Regions from separate parts of the Mus musculus genome. Here all the other regions are linked to region 3. Evidence: chromatin contacts called from public HiCAR-type and Micro-C data. All regions are on one chromosome and are shown on one strand. Each heading gives the region's core, a stretch centred on a gene start, on an enhancer-like site or on the middle of the called end of the contact. The rest is flanking DNA. Distances are from core to core; before and after follow the strand shown.

The links. A called contact is a pair of places that touch in the nucleus more often than the background predicts. HiCAR-type assays count read pairs that join an accessible place to other places.
Region 1: a HiCAR-type map of astrocytes shows a contact between it and region 3, with 4 times the contacts expected there. The contact joins the promoter of Npffr2 here to the promoter of Cox18 in region 3. A contact is called at or near these places in 6 of 39 promoter capture datasets (cranial neural crest, embryonic stem cells, frontonasal cranial neural crest and 3 more) and 2 of 115 datasets of contacts at active chromatin or transcription factors (astrocytes and bone marrow-derived macrophages).
Region 2: a contact with region 3 is called in a Micro-C map of embryonic stem cells, with 4 times the contacts expected there. The contact joins the promoter of Cxcl3 here to the promoter of Cox18 in region 3. A contact is called at or near these places in 9 of 39 promoter capture datasets (the 3T3-L1 cell line, 3T3-L1-derived adipocytes, the C10 cell line and 3 more), 8 of 484 Hi-C or Micro-C datasets (the Ba/F3 cell line, the G1E-ER4 cell line, embryonic stem cells and 1 more) and 2 of 115 datasets of contacts at active chromatin or transcription factors (embryonic stem cells and pancreatic cancer cells).

The regions. Positions count from the first base shown.
Region 1 is chr5:89,526,012-89,528,801 of GRCm38.p6, reverse strand. Npffr2 (neuropeptide FF receptor 2) reads right to left here and starts at 1,373. Exons shown (of 4, transcript NM_133192.3): 1 at 1,266-1,373.
Region 2 is chr5:90,784,675-90,787,374 of GRCm38.p6, reverse strand. Cxcl3 (chemokine (C-X-C motif) ligand 3) reads right to left here and starts at 1,274. Exons shown (of 4, transcript NM_203320.3): 1 at 1,126-1,274; 2 at 910-1,033; 3 at 708-791. The coding sequence starts at 1,204.
Region 3 is chr5:90,222,564-90,225,444 of GRCm38.p6, reverse strand. Cox18 (cytochrome c oxidase assembly protein 18) reads left to right here and starts at 1,449. Exons shown (of 6, transcript NM_001033310.3): 1 at 1,449-1,829. The coding sequence starts at 1,506.

The DNA of each region.
Region 1 (2,790 bases), core at 124-2,623, 700 kb after region 3:
TCCATTCCACCTCTCAATTAAAGAAGCATGCTACAAAATAAACAATTGCTGGTTTCTGAGGCTTATAGAAACTAAGTTCTTAGTCGGTGTCTGAAATGCAGCTGGAAATCCTTATTGCGACGCAGAGGCATTTGCAAGCTTGCCTCCCCAACCCCACTCCAGAATCCAAGTTCAATAACAACTGCAGCACACTGCAGTAAGTTCTCCAGGCACAAACTGCTTGCTGGCTTAGGGTGAATTTGTGTCTGGTGAATTTGAATCTGTATACTCTACACATTTCAGGTTAATAACACCCAAGTTTTAATAGTAACACGTGCCTTTCAAGATAACGAAGTGTGCAGTGATGGCGATATTTTATTAAATCAGGCATCTGCAACAGTTCTTTTCTTTTCTTTTCTTTTCTTTTTTTTTTTTTTTTTTTTTTTTGGTTTTTTTTTTCGAGACAGGGTTTCTCTGTATAGCCCTGGCTGTCCTGGAACTCACTTTGTAGACCAGGCTGGCCTCGAACTCAGAAATCTACCTGCCTCTGCCTCCTGACTGCTGGGATTAAAGGCGTGCACCATCACGCCTGGCTTGCAACAGTTCTTAAGAGGAAAACTTAAAGTTTGCACGCTGTGGCCACTCAATTGTGCTATTGATAAATCTTATCTTTGAGCATTCTATGGAAATGTTGCAGATTCAGCTGTAACTTATGATGTTATTACTTTTTCCCAACTTATTTTCAATTGGTTCAAGCAAGAAACAAAAATATATCCTTCACAGCTCTTCACACATTGATTTGTTCATCCTTTCTCCTTATCAATTGCAAATGGCTTAGATATGTGCTATAAAGAAAATTCAGATACTCCGCTCAAAGAAATTTGAATATCTTGATTTAAAAGAAACCCTTTCATTGTTCACGTTATATTTAATATTGTTTAAAATGAATGTTTGAAATATCGCCATCCTGGCTGGAGAGAAATGAGAAGTAAATGTATTTTTGTGCCTTGGTTCTAATTACAGGAGAGTGTTTTCCTCTACTTCATTACCAGACCCCTCAAGGTCCCAGGACTGCACTGCACTGCTTGCTGATTTGACACAAAAGAAATCCCATCAATGTCTTCACTTAGCCCCGTGTGTTGTCCTGCGCACATTATAGTTTTCCTGGCGAACCCAGCCACACAAACCAAGCCTGGTCCAGAAAGACCACTGCTAAGCATCATCTTGGTGAAGCAAAGGAACTGCGAAGGACATTTTTGTTAGCATCTCCAAGGAGATCCACTTACCTTCCTAAGGAGATTCAACAAGTTTGCCAGTGTTCACCTGGAGAGAGGTTGGGGAACTTCGAGGATGAGAAAGAACCGCCATTCGCCATCCTAGCCAGGTCCCATCTCTCTGAAGAACTCAGACGCCCAGGGGGAGGGGCGGAGCAGCGCAGGGAAACCCCCAGGATAAACTTTGGCCTGGGACCAGACCAAAGCTCCTGGGATAGTATCCAGAGAGCTCAAGGAGCCTAAAAGGCTCTAGGGAAAGGCCAAGAGTAAAACGGAGAATTCATGTCACGGAGACTAGTGGTGACCCTGAGAAGGGAAATCCCACCCATGCCAAGAGCCCAGGCAGTCTCCCCCGTGCCCTCACCTGTTCCTGGGCAAGGACAGATTCCCAACCCTGTTGAAAGCAGAAGCCAAGCGGAGCCTGAGCAACAGGTTCTGTCTGGTTCGCGGGCTCTGCTCTACCAGGTGACCTAGGTGCGACTGGCTAGCCACTTCCCTCTGCAGCGGGGCTGACGCCGGCGGGCTCTGCACTCTCCGCTCTTGCTGCACTCTCAGAACTGCACTGGTCGGTCAGCTGCTGGTTAGTCACAGCGCAGCTACTCTCAGCCTGCTTAGGGGCGGCTGGGTAGCTTGTGAATTCAGAATCTCTGCGCTGCAAAAGAAGGGAAGCTGCTCTGATTACTGCCTCCTGGGAAGGCTTGCCTTGTTTAATCCTCTAGGTGTCTGTTTCTTTTTGCTGCAAAAAGACAACTGGTGATAATCTTAGTAGGTTCTTTAAGAACTAAACGGATAGCCACCCTTAAGTATGCCAGAATGGTCGTGGTACATATTAATCATTCGTTGATTTTTGTTAAGTTCTCATAACAGCGAGAATTCCATTTTAGATTACAAATGAATCCTCACCTCCACTGCTCTCTTTGTCCTCGTAGCTTGAAAGACCTCACTGAGGTTCTGGAAGTGTGGATTCTCATAGCCACCAATAGGGACAAGGAGAGCCCTGCGGTGACGCTAACACAATTTCTTCGAAGTTGCAAATGACTAAGAGAAGTCACGCTTAAAATAGGATGTATTAATTCAGAGATTCACAGGGTGAATGAAAAAGTTAAAGACTCTTTCAAGGAGTGGCAAGGGTACGATCAAGGGGATCAAGGGGATCAAGGATGCGAGTCTGGTCCGGGTAAGACACTAACAGCTATGAGAAGCCATAGGGAATTCTCCATCCACAAAGCACCACGGCTTTTGTGCAAGATCATGGGGGTGGCGTTTCAATCACACTAGAGGCTGCCAGTAAAGGAATACTTGGTTGGGGAGTAATAGTCTTCTCTCTCTCTCTCTCTCTCTCTCTCTCTCTCTCTCTCTCTCTCTCTCTCTCTCCAGTCCTCCCTTCCTCCCTCCCTCTTTGCCCCCCCATCGCTCTCTCTTTGCATGCCCTGTGTGTATTTCTGTGTATGTGTGTGTGTGTGTATTTCTGTGTGTGTGTTTCTCTTTCTCTCTCTCTCTCTCTCTCTCTCTCTCTCTCTCTCTCTCTCTCTCTCTC
Region 2 (2,700 bases), core at 25-2,524, 560 kb before region 3:
TTTCTGAGGACAGCCTGCCCTAAGGACCCTGGCCTGTGATGCCTGTGCCACAGAGCAAACACCTCAGGCTTGCGGATGCTCTCCTACAGGACAGAGATGAACAGGGGACCTGGGGTCTCAAAAAACGAAAGCTGTTGAAGCAGATTGTCTGTCACACCAGGTCTCACTTAACTTATGAAGCGCTACTATTTTTTTTTATTAAGTTTCAAGATAAAATTTCCAGAAAGAAATAGATAATAAGTTTTGATTATATATAATCAAAGTTTTGATATTACACACACACACACACACACACACACACACACACACACACACACACATATATATATATATATATATATATACTGAGCCACTGCAAAATCTCTGCTTTTCCTCACTAAATATTAAAAATTAGAACCTGTTTCCAAACACCACGGACCTGCTTTTTAGAACTAACTAGGATTGGGAGGCCAAGGCAGATGAGAATGTTCTAAAAAGCAGTGCTATCTCCCTCTTATGCGATAGAAAGAGGCTCCAGGTAGGGATAAAAGATCCTGGAAAAATCCTTCAGGCACCACAGTAGGCTAATTAATTATCAAAAACAATTATTATAATTGTAAAGATAATAATCACTATTGTAGTTCTGTGACTTTCCCTGATAAGATTCTCGAGAGATAGAAGCCAGTACTCTGATGAGGGTTATCACGTGCAAACAAAGCACCACTCACCTCTTCAGTATCTTCTTGATGATTATCTGAAGCCTGGGGCCTTGGGGGTTGAGGCAAACTTCTTGACCATCCTTGAGAGTGGCTCTGCACAGAGAAGTAGGGATCGTTATTAAGGCTCGAGGTTCTGCTGGGGTGAGCTTGGGGCCGCAGGAGCATCTGGGCTATTCTGGCCATGGTAGAGGCTATCCAGGGAGACACTCACATGACTTCTGTCTGGGTGCAGTGGGGTCCTGGGGGCGTCACCGTCAAGCTCTGGATGGTCTCAAAATCAACCCTTGGTAGGGTGTTCAGGCACTGACAGCGCAGCTCACTGGCCACAACAGCCCCTGTAGGAGAAGACACCGGGTCAGAGGGGCTGGGGATGGCTGCGCCCACCTGAGGCTTCCCCAGAAACATCAGCCTCGAATCCGAATCCCACCTGTAGCCTGGTGGTTGGTGGCCAGCAGCAGCAGCAGGACCAGTGCAGCACTGAGGAGCCGGCAGGTGGGAGGGGCCATGGCGCTAGGCTGGAGTGTGGCTGGAGTCTGGAGCGCGGGAGCTGGTGCGAAGGGCTGTGGTGAGATCTGGGGCTCCAGGGCCCTGCGAACCCCTTTTATACATGATGACTGGAAGAGCCCGAGCCCGGGCTGGGGAAATTCCCCCCGCAGCTCCAGGTCCCTGTCTCAGAAGGAAGATAGGGCCCCACCCCCGGGCTCTTGATGAGTGTGTAGAGGACACACGTGTGCTACTGGTTCCCTTCCTTCGCTTCTTGCCCACTGTGGGACCCTGAGATGAGTCCTGTCTCAAATGCCCCCTTTCCTACTCCCCATTCCACCCCACCCCACCACCAAGGACAGCAAGTGTGCCTGCGCTGGAGAAACATCCTGTGGGGTGACCTTTGGTGCAGAGACTCCAAAACACCGGAGCAAGAGGGAAGAGGTTGAAGGTAGAAATCCGCCACTGGGTGGCGAGAGGCCAATAGAGAAAAATAATGAAGTGACAGTTGTGGGTGAAGGCTTTGCAGCTCAGAAAGAGCTGGGAGACCTGAGGTTTGTACCCAGTCCTCTTGTGAATACATCCTTTCTGCCTCTGTCTTTATTGTTGTTTTCGGTGAGCTTTCAAAGCTAGAAACTTAGACACCTAATAATTTGTTTGATTTGTTGTATTTTGACATTTTCACACAAACACACACACACACACACACACACACAGAGAGAGAGAGAGAGAGAGAGAGAGAGATCCTGCCTCTATGCCATAATTCCTTCCATGAAAGAAAAATAAAATCTAACGTGTGTTCTCTGGGTTTTCTTTCACTCCGATTTCTTTCTTATTCGTTGACAAAAGCTATTAGTAACTGCCTTTAAGATGGAGAGGCATACCCTAGAGCAGAGCGTTCATGTCAAGGCCATAACCTCAGCATCTGAAACTCCTGATTGTGACTGCTGCTCAGAGAACACCACCAAACAAGAACCTTGGTCAAGGGTGAGGTGGTGTGCTGGAGAGTGCGCTAGACACTAAGGCTAAGAAGGTGTGCACTGTTAAGGCTAGTATGTGTACCCCAGTACTTTTCGCCTCCCCTTTCCTTCCCTACCCATCCCCAGGGCTCCAGTTCCTCACAGGAAACACACCCAAACGGCACCAGCTACTTATGGAGGTGGAAACGTGCCATTCTCAAGCTACGGTAAGTGTGGCTGACTTTTCAAAAAAAATGATTAAAGGATTGGTTGGTTGGCTGGCTGATTGACTGACTGATTGATTGATCGATTGATTGATTGAGGCAGGATCTCTCTATCCAACCTGGCTTGAAACTTACTGTACAGTCTAGGATGACCTTGAACTTGAGGTAGAATTGCTGGGCCACCCATTCAAGCACTGGTGTTACAGGCATTACAACACCTTATTTAACAATGTTGAAAAGTTATAAATTAAAACAGTTACTCAAAGATTTACTAAAAAATTGAAATGGCCATGTATATTCTACTGGAAGGTACACTTTTGCGCGCATGTGTGTGTG
Region 3 (2,881 bases), core at 200-2,699:
TTAAATATGCTCATATATGCAACATCACAAAATAAGTATTAAGAAGTTTAGTTCACATAACAATATATGGGTTTAGTTTTTAAATTTATTTCCATTACTTTGACATGAATGCAGGTGTGCAGTTTTATCAGAAGAGGTTGTCAGTTACCTGTAGCTGTAGAAAAAAATTGTTAAAGATTTTAATAACTGCTTGAAATTTTTGGTTTAGGGTTTGTGAACAATAGATCTACAAATAACAGGCTTATTTATTACACATAATAAATTTACCTACTTTCCCAGTGTTGAGAATTAATTCTAGGTTCTCATGTATGGTAAGTTGGGACTTGGGGGAGTTGTTTTTAAGTAACTTCTCTGGCTTAAGGCCATCTTGGAAGGGCCTACTGGATATTAACAGTTTTATGGAAATACGGTGGTTTCTTAAACTAGCAAGAGATAAGTGAGCTGTTTTTAAAAGGGATTATGCTATGGGAACTAAAGGCAGGTTACCCAAGTTTCAGAAAATACGCTATCTGACAGCTTTGGTAGGTGTTCAATAAAGTAGAGGACAGTGTCCACAGTTTGGCTTTACCAAACATGGGAGAGGTTTCTAAAAACTCAATTCACTTTGGCCTACCCTAGGAGTGGGCACTTCGTTGTTCCATTTATTTTCTGTTGACAGGAACACGAATGTGAAAAACACACAGTTGTTAAAAGCCCTGTGCATTCCATTTAACCGTTGAAGCAAAATTGTGCTGTTGATGGAATTCATTTTGTAAAATGAAAAATAGTATTTTTCCCTGCTCCTTATTATGATGGTGATTCTTCTTCTTATTTATTTATTTCGTTTTTTTCTTTTCTTTTTTTTTTTTTGGTTTTTCGAGACAGGGTTTCTCTTTATAGCCCTGGCTGTCCTGGAACTCACTCAGTAGACCAGGCTGGCCTCGAACTCAGAAATTCGCCTGCCTCTGCCTCCCAAGTGCTGGGATTAAAGGCGTGCGCCACCACTCGGCATTTCTGCATTCTGTTTATAAAGGAATACAGAATGCTAACCGGAACAGATAAAGACATTTAGGTCTTATTATAAAGTAGAGCTGCCTAGGGGGATAAAGGACGCAGACTTAACACTGACCGAGCCAGAAACACTATTCCCAAAGTAGGTGTTTCAGCAGTGCGTAGAGAAAACGGAGATAGATGCTGCGCGCCTTGGGCGGAAACAGCCGAGTCACAAAAAGTACTCAAGCCACAATTTCCTTGAGTGGAAACTGAAACTCAACAGCAAGGCAGTTTGCTCGCCCCGCCTACCCCTGCAGTTCCGGTTCCCGCTCTGAACTCCACCCCAGCAAGGAAAGGAGTTAAGAGAGCCTCAAGCGGCTCATTGCCGCGTGGGAAAGGCGGAGTCTTACGTCATCTCTAGCGCGACACTGGACAGGGCTTTCGGCTGGGAAGGTCAGGCGTGGCCTCGGGTTCGCGCATGCGCGCAACCTCCTGGTGCTAGTGCTCTAGTTGGCCGCCCGCTCCGTGTAACCATGCTGTGCCGGTCGTGTGCCGGGTGGCTCAGGTCGCTGCCCACCCTGCGGCTCCCGGCACCGGGATCACCGCCCGCCTGGAGCAGCGCGCGGCTCCCAGCCCTTCCGGTATGGGCAGCCGCTTCGGTGTCTGCGGCCTCTCCAGGTGGCTGGTATGAGGCCCTGGCAGCGTCGGCGCCGGTGCGCACCGCGGAGGAAGTGCTGCTGGGCGCGCAGGAGGCTACCGGCCTCCCCTGGTGGAGCAACATCATACTCAGCACCGTTGCCCTGCGCGGTGCTGTCACTCTGCCCCTGGCCGCCTATCAGCACTACATCCTGGCTAAGGTGAGGGGCGTCGGTCCCCGTGCTGCCTGCCTGCTAGTGTTAACATGGAGGCTAAAATAATTTAGTTAGCATTGCATGTTAAATGATGGTTGGTGACTCGAGTACCTTCCAGTTCACCCGACCTACCAAGTATTTATTCGAAATACAAGTGCCTCCCAAATGTTCGGTTGAGACCAATATTCAGAAGAAATGGCACGGAGGAACCTGAAACATTAGGGTCATAAACATTTTAAGAGTCTGCAGCATCATTTGTCACTATTGATACTGCTCTTTATTACTAGAAAGGTATCACTAAGTTAGCAGTTTCCAGACATGAATTCTTCCTCTGGGCCTACCACCTACTACCCTGTATCTGATGGATTGAAACTTCGAGTTGGCTTTTTAGGAACTCTGTTCAGTGGAATTGGTATAACGTTACCTCCCCCATGGCTGTGCCTGGGGGTGGGGGTGGGGTAAGTCAAGATTTTAATTTGAGTCACAGAGGATTGCCAGGAAGGGAGCAGCAGCATTGAGCCAGGAAGCATTCACAGTGAGGTGTTAACACTGGAATGCTGTTTTCTCTCTCCTGGGAAATGTAGGGATGGAACAGTAAGAACCAGGATGCAGTTTTCATTTACTCGAAATCCTATGGAGGAGGTGCTGTTAGATATGCTACATACTGGGAATCAGGATTTCAGGTTATGCACAGCCAGAAACAGAAAACATCAGGTACCCATAACCAAGAAGTTGCAGTTGGTTTAACTCAGTATGGTTGCCAAGATCACGCAGATAGATGTACAGGCAAGGAATTTAAATCTGGGGTCAAAGATACTTTAAGCAAACTAATATCTAATAGAGTTTTCTTAAATGTTTTCGATTACAAGTGTGATCAGTAAACAACATTTGTATATGGTCTAGGGAACAGAGACTAGAACTGTGAGTTTGGTTGTCCTGACCAAATGCTGAGTGGGGGAGGAAAGGGATTATGTGGTTTGTAGGTTATATAGTCTATTGTGGAGGCATTACAGAGCAGGGACAGCAGCAGAGTCCTTGGAGGAACACTGCTTACTGGC